2 separate regions of the Mus musculus genome follow, and region 1 is linked to region 2. Evidence: chromatin contacts called from public HiChIP or PLAC-seq data. All regions are on one chromosome and are shown on one strand. Each heading gives the region's core, a stretch centred on a gene start, on an enhancer-like site or on the middle of the called end of the contact. The rest is flanking DNA. Distances are from core to core; before and after follow the strand shown. Region 1 holds the start of BC048507 (cDNA sequence BC048507). Region 2 holds the start of Zfp748 (zinc finger protein 748).

Region 1 (2,700 bases), core at 85-2,584, 310 kb before region 2:
TAAAGAAAGACACACTAGAAGATATTTTAAATTGCCAATAATATTTTTAAAGATTATTTATTTATTTATTTATCGTGTAGTCAGCATTCTTCCTGCATGTATGCTAGCAGGCCAGAAGAGGGCACCAATTCTCACTATAGATGCTTATGAGCCACTCTGAGCCACCATATGGATACTGGGAATTGAACTCTGGACCTCTGGAAGAGCAGCCAGTGCTCTTAAGCTCCGAGCCATCTCTCCAGCCCTGTTAATAATATTTTGAAATGGAGATACCTCAAGTGTCTTGTCATAAGAAGTATCTTGTGGCCTGAACAGGCAGTGACGCTATCTCGGTGGGCATGAGTGATCTCATTAGCATGTGTTATGATAGACTTCAACAAACAACACTGGATTTACATTCAATCTCTTTATAACCATCCTAAAAGATTTGAAAGACAAATGCATATTTCTTATAGAGAAAACATAGCTCCAAGGCCAACAGTTGTTATTCAAGGTCAAAACTCATAAATAAAAGGAAGGAAAACAGGGCTGGTCTGTTTTCTTGAACTTAATCTCCCCCCCCCCCCGCCGCCCCCCGCCACACCCACCTCCCATGCGCAACCGTGTTAAGATTTTTCTTTTTTTTTTTTTTTTCTTTTTTTTATGGCATCTCCACCAGATTTATTTTTAAAGGAATGACCTAAGGGAGAAAAAACTAGGGTACAGAAGTATGGGCTAGAAAATAAATACAAATGTAAGCTGTTTCACTAATTTTATAACCACAAACTTGTACAGAGAATGAGGCCCTCTACAGAACACAACAGGTTCAGACGAGGCGTTCCCTTAACAAGGCTGAAGATCCGGACTCTGGTATTTGACATTTAGGATGCAGTCAGTCCACGCTTTTACCCAGATTTGAAGAGAAGAATGGCCACCTGACCCAGGTAGAAGTAGACGAAGTGTTTGGTTTCGTACGTCACGTAACTACCGAAGTTCCGGCCCACAATGCAGTGCCAGGTGGGGTTGTACTTCTTGTCAAACTCCTTCTTGATATGGGCCGCAATATCCTTCTCTGTGCTGTACTTCTCCAGCGCCTGGATAGCACACCTCACCGAGTCCTGCTGCATCTCTTCCGACATGTCTACAGTTTTTATCACTGCCTTCCGATCGCACATGGTTACCGCGGAGCAGGGGCCAATCGGCCGCTGCGTGCCCCTAGGGAAGATGCTGGCGGTGCTCAAGCAGCAGCAGCAGACAGCCGGTCCCTGCTGAAGCCGAAGCCGTGGCGCATCTCTTAGCTAAATATTTAACTGTATGCGTTTGCTACCTTTTCTTTACCCCTTCAGGAGCCATTTGGTAGGTGGTTTATTTTGTCACAAAAAGCAAGAAACCGCCTCATTGTGACTGCACAATTACCCGCTGACCCTCTGAGGTGGGGAGCCGAACCCTGGAGACCTGGCTTTTCATGAATCAGAAATTCACATGTGTGAGGAAATGCAGTGGAAGCAGCAGACACTGCTGTTGCTTGAGGGAAATATTTTAAATGAACCGGCCTACTCTCCAATAAAATCAAAACTTTTTTTTTTTTTTTTTTTTGGTTTTTCGAGACGGGGTTTCTCTGTATATCCTTGGCTGTCCTGGAACTCACTTTGTAGACCAGGCTAGCCTCTAACTCAGACTCCCGAGTCCTGGGATTAAAGGCGTGCGCCACCACGCCCGGCGCACTGTGTCTATTTCACGAGGGGGAAAAATGAGCGTATTTCCCTAAGAAACTTCAGAAAGACTGATTTAAACACGCGGGACCTGATGAACCTCTAATGGCTTCATCTTAATTAGTTATACCTGTGATGCTCCTGTTTCCAAATACGGGCACACGCCGGAGCTCTGTGTTCATATTCCTGAAAGATTCAATTAACCCATAACATTTGCTGTCATACCTTGCTGACATGTTCGCAGCTGTGTTCACAGACCTGAAGATGGCACTGTGCATCAGCTGAAAACATTCTCAAACCACCCGCAACAGAAAAATCCGCACACTGCCCACAGCCCTGGCTAATACATGAAATTATATAAAGATTCAGATCATATTTCAATTTGAATTGGATGTACCTACGTTACCATTTTTCCCCCCATTTTACTTATTTGAAGCTTCTGGTTAATTGCAAGTTCCCAGACAAGGTTAAGAGAGCAAGATTTACCCACAGATATGCAAGAAAAATTTCCGAGCCTTTGCAAGTGACTCATGCCTGATACCCCCAACTTTATAACTACTATAAGCTCTTAGTTCTTATCATTTCTCAGCAGTAAATGGGGCCACTGATTAGCAGAAAAGAGCAATCTTCCTGGCTTTGGCAGCCCATTCAACTAATCACAGTACTTGGGAGGCAGAGGCAGGTGGATGGATCTCTGTGAGTTCAAGGCCAGCCGGGTCTACAGAGCCAGTTTTAGGACAGCTGGGGCTACAGAGAAAACCTATGTCAACAGAAACAAAACAGAACAAAACAAACAAACCAAAAACAAAGAGGAGGAGGAGGAGAGGAGGAGGAAGAGGAGGAAGAAGAGGAAGAGGAGGAGGAGGGAGAGGAGGAGGAAGAGGAAGAGGACAGACAGAAATAACAAATCTCTTCCCCATTCTGGGCCCCTTTTCCTTTCTAACTTTTACATTTAAAAACAAAGAGTTAATAGCAATTTAAGCACTTATTAATGTTTAATATGTTCACT
Region 2 (2,907 bases), core at 107-2,606:
GACCTCAGGACCTCTGGAAGATCAGTCAGTGCTCTTAACCGCTGAGCCATCTCTCCAACCACCCTCCCCAACCAGTTATTAAAACTCCTTCTTAAACATTTCAGGGAAGAATAAAAAAGGACACAAGTAAGTTTCTTTCTTTCTTTCTTTCTTTCTTTCTTTCTTTCTTTCTTTTTTTTTTTTTTTTTTTTTTTTTTTTTTTTTTTTTTTTTGGTTTTTCGAGACAGGGTTTCTCTGTATAGCCCTGGCTGTCCTGGAACTCACTGTGTAGACCAGGCTGGCCTCCAACTCAGAAATCTGTCTGCCTTTGCCTCCCAAGTGCTGGGATAAAAGGCATGCGCCACCACTGCCCGGCAGGACACAAGTTTCTTATTAAAAAAAAAAAAAAAAAAAAAAGACTTTCCTTCTCAGCTGAGATTTAGCTTCCTTGTGAACCACTGTCCGTCACGAGTCCAGACTCTTCTTTCTAAAAAGGTTTGTTCTTTGGTCTTTGGCATGACCAGTACAGCACTAGATATTTACGAGGAGATAGGAGGTCCCAATGGTGCCAATCTATCTTTATTCATTCATTCATTATTTCTATGTTCCCAGTTAGATTCTCTGAGTTCTTTACAAGTGAATTCTAGAGAGCTGGGCTTTTAATTTTGTTCTATAATTTTAAATCATATCTGTGCACCTTGACCTGTGCACTACACTGTATGGATTCCAATGTTCACACTAAGACTTTTTTTCCAGCTGTGGCAAACTGGTTATTTTATTTAACTACAGGACGAGATTGTCTATTGTAGTGGTGTATTTATAACTAAAGCCTTCTTCATCCCAGGCAAGCAGGGACTTTACCCCTAAGATGCTCAGTAACCCTTTTTTGTAGTTTGTACCTTTTGCCCAGGTTATCCTTGGATTTGGCATCCTTCTGTCTTAAGCTCCTGAGCATCTGCGAAGACACGGAGTGACAAATAGGCTGATTGTAAAATCATCTTAACAGAAAGTGGTCATTTCCATACAATTTTTTGCTGATTTATTTTAAAGTTAAATTGAGTCAACGTGAATTTTACATATGGAATAAACCTCATAATAAGTAGACTTTGAGTTTTAAATCAGTACAGATTGACCAGAAATAATCAGCAAACATTAGAGTCAAAGGCTCGACTCACATTCAAACATCTCCGGTAGTGAACCCGGGATTTTAAAAGCAGCCCGACTCCCTATGGCTGTCCCAGTGCAAAAAATGCTCGCGTTCCCATCCATCCTCACCTGCAGAGGTGAAGAAACACAGGAAACACACACGTCACCAGCCTGTTTTCCTGGCGCCTCGTCGCACAGACTTGTGGGAAGTGTAGTCTTCCGTTGGATCGCTTCACAAGGAGCCATTGTGGAAACGGCACTTCCGCATTGCGACTGCACTAGTGCATTTTCTCTCAAAGTTGGGCGATTCTCTGGTCCTGCTCCGCGCTCGGCTTGCATCGCTGACATGGAGGTTGGTCCAGGGTGTCGCGTACCGCTGCAGGTCGGAGGGACCGAGGGCGGGTCCGGCCCGGAGGCGGCGGAGGAGGGGTGGCCCGGAGGCGGGAAGAACAGACTTGGTGGAGCCCTGCTGACCTAGGCTGGGCCACAGCGTCTGGAAGCCTGCTGGGGCCGGGGAGAGGGCATGCGGTTGGTGCTGGAAGTGAACGCTCTTGTGAGCTCAGAGTAGCTGCCTGGGTCTCTTATAGAGGCTGTATTGGTAAGAAAGGAATTGGGAATATGAAAATCCAGGATTGCTCGGACAGGCGGGTCTGCTCGTAACCTGTACCTGGAAGTGGTGGTGGTGGACTCATACATCTCAGATTGGCTATGGACCCACGCCTTCCCCGCGCTTGTCAGTTTTCTCAGGACACCTAGACCAAGTGGAGATCTGGCCCCTCCTGTACTTTATAGCCGGCCTAATACTTTTAGTTTGTATTGATAGAAGTTCATAGAGTTACTAGTTTCCAAGGACGGAGAGTTTTGCGAGAGAGATTGATGCATGGGATGTTAATCCCATTTTCATTGGAACAGAGATTTATGGACTGCCGTTTTAAATAGGAATACTTAATGATCACTGCTGTGACCTGAATCCTCAGACTAACACCCCCATGCAGAGCTAGAATGATCCCCTAAAGGAAAAGATTCTAGCTTTGCAAAACAAGAAATTACTGATCCTGCACTGTACTGGAGAAGAATAACTCATCCAATTCCATTGGGAATTATGATGCCATTAGTTTGTGGGAGATGAGTTGGCTAGAGGCTACAAGGGTGTCTAGGGATTGACTGTAAGGGGACAGAGGTGCTTGAGTTTCTCTGGGAAAGAGAAATAGTCCTGCCTACCTGACCGGATGCTTACAGTGCTCTCTGATCGATCCCATGGTTTTCTCCCGTCGTTGTCCACTGCATACTGTGTCTAAAACTGTCACTAGTTGTGGGATCTGTGTTCCACGAGTGCCCTTAAACAGTTCGTCCGGAACCGTTTCTCCCAAGTTTTTATACTGGGTCAAAAGAGTAAGAGATGACTTTAAGAGCTATGGTTCACTCGGGATCCTGTAGTTTTTTCACAGTGGGCTGCTCACATAGTCTTTTGTTTGTACAAGTGAAAATATGAGGGAAGGAATTACTCATTTTAGAAACTCACATATAGTGACGTTGTTGTATTACACATGTCGTCCTTACAAAGACTCTGATAGGAAAGTTTGCAGGATGGCGATGATGATGCTCACCATCCCCTGGTGATCTGTGTGACATCTGTTGGTTAACATGGAGAGAAGATACGGAAGGTATTTGTATAGATTTGGATGGGAGGAATAAAAAATGTGAAGCACGGATTTTTGTCATTTTTCTCCTTTTGGTTTATAAAGATTTCTGTTCTTGAGTCTGTCGGTAGTTGTTTTCAAA

The links. HiChIP or PLAC-seq counts read pairs in DNA pulled down with a chosen protein or histone mark.
Region 1: an H3K4me3 HiChIP or PLAC-seq map of embryonic stem cells shows a contact between it and region 2, with 21 read pairs. The contact joins the promoter of BC048507 here to the promoter of Zfp748 in region 2. A contact is called at or near these places in 9 of 39 promoter capture datasets (the HPC-7 cell line, cranial neural crest, embryonic stem cells and 5 more), 1 of 484 Hi-C or Micro-C datasets (nephron progenitors), 5 of 115 datasets of contacts at active chromatin or transcription factors (embryonic stem cells, large pre-B cells and stem cell-derived neural progenitor cells) and 2 of 9 other capture datasets (adipose tissue and pancreatic islet).

Annotation. Positions count from the first base shown.
Region 1 is chr13:67,861,960-67,864,659 of GRCm38.p6, reverse strand. BC048507 (cDNA sequence BC048507) reads right to left here and starts at 1,334. Exons shown (of 1, transcript NM_001001185.3): 1 at 737-1,334. The coding sequence starts at 1,154. The coding sequence ends at 885.
Region 2 is chr13:67,551,601-67,554,507 of GRCm38.p6, reverse strand. Zfp748 (zinc finger protein 748) reads left to right here and starts at 1,356. Exons shown (of 4, transcript NM_001035231.3): 1 at 1,356-1,477. The coding sequence starts at 1,472. It overlaps 9430065F17Rik (RIKEN cDNA 9430065F17 gene), which reads right to left and starts at 1,306. Exons shown (of 5, transcript NR_131100.1): 1 at 1,255-1,306; 2 at 879-934.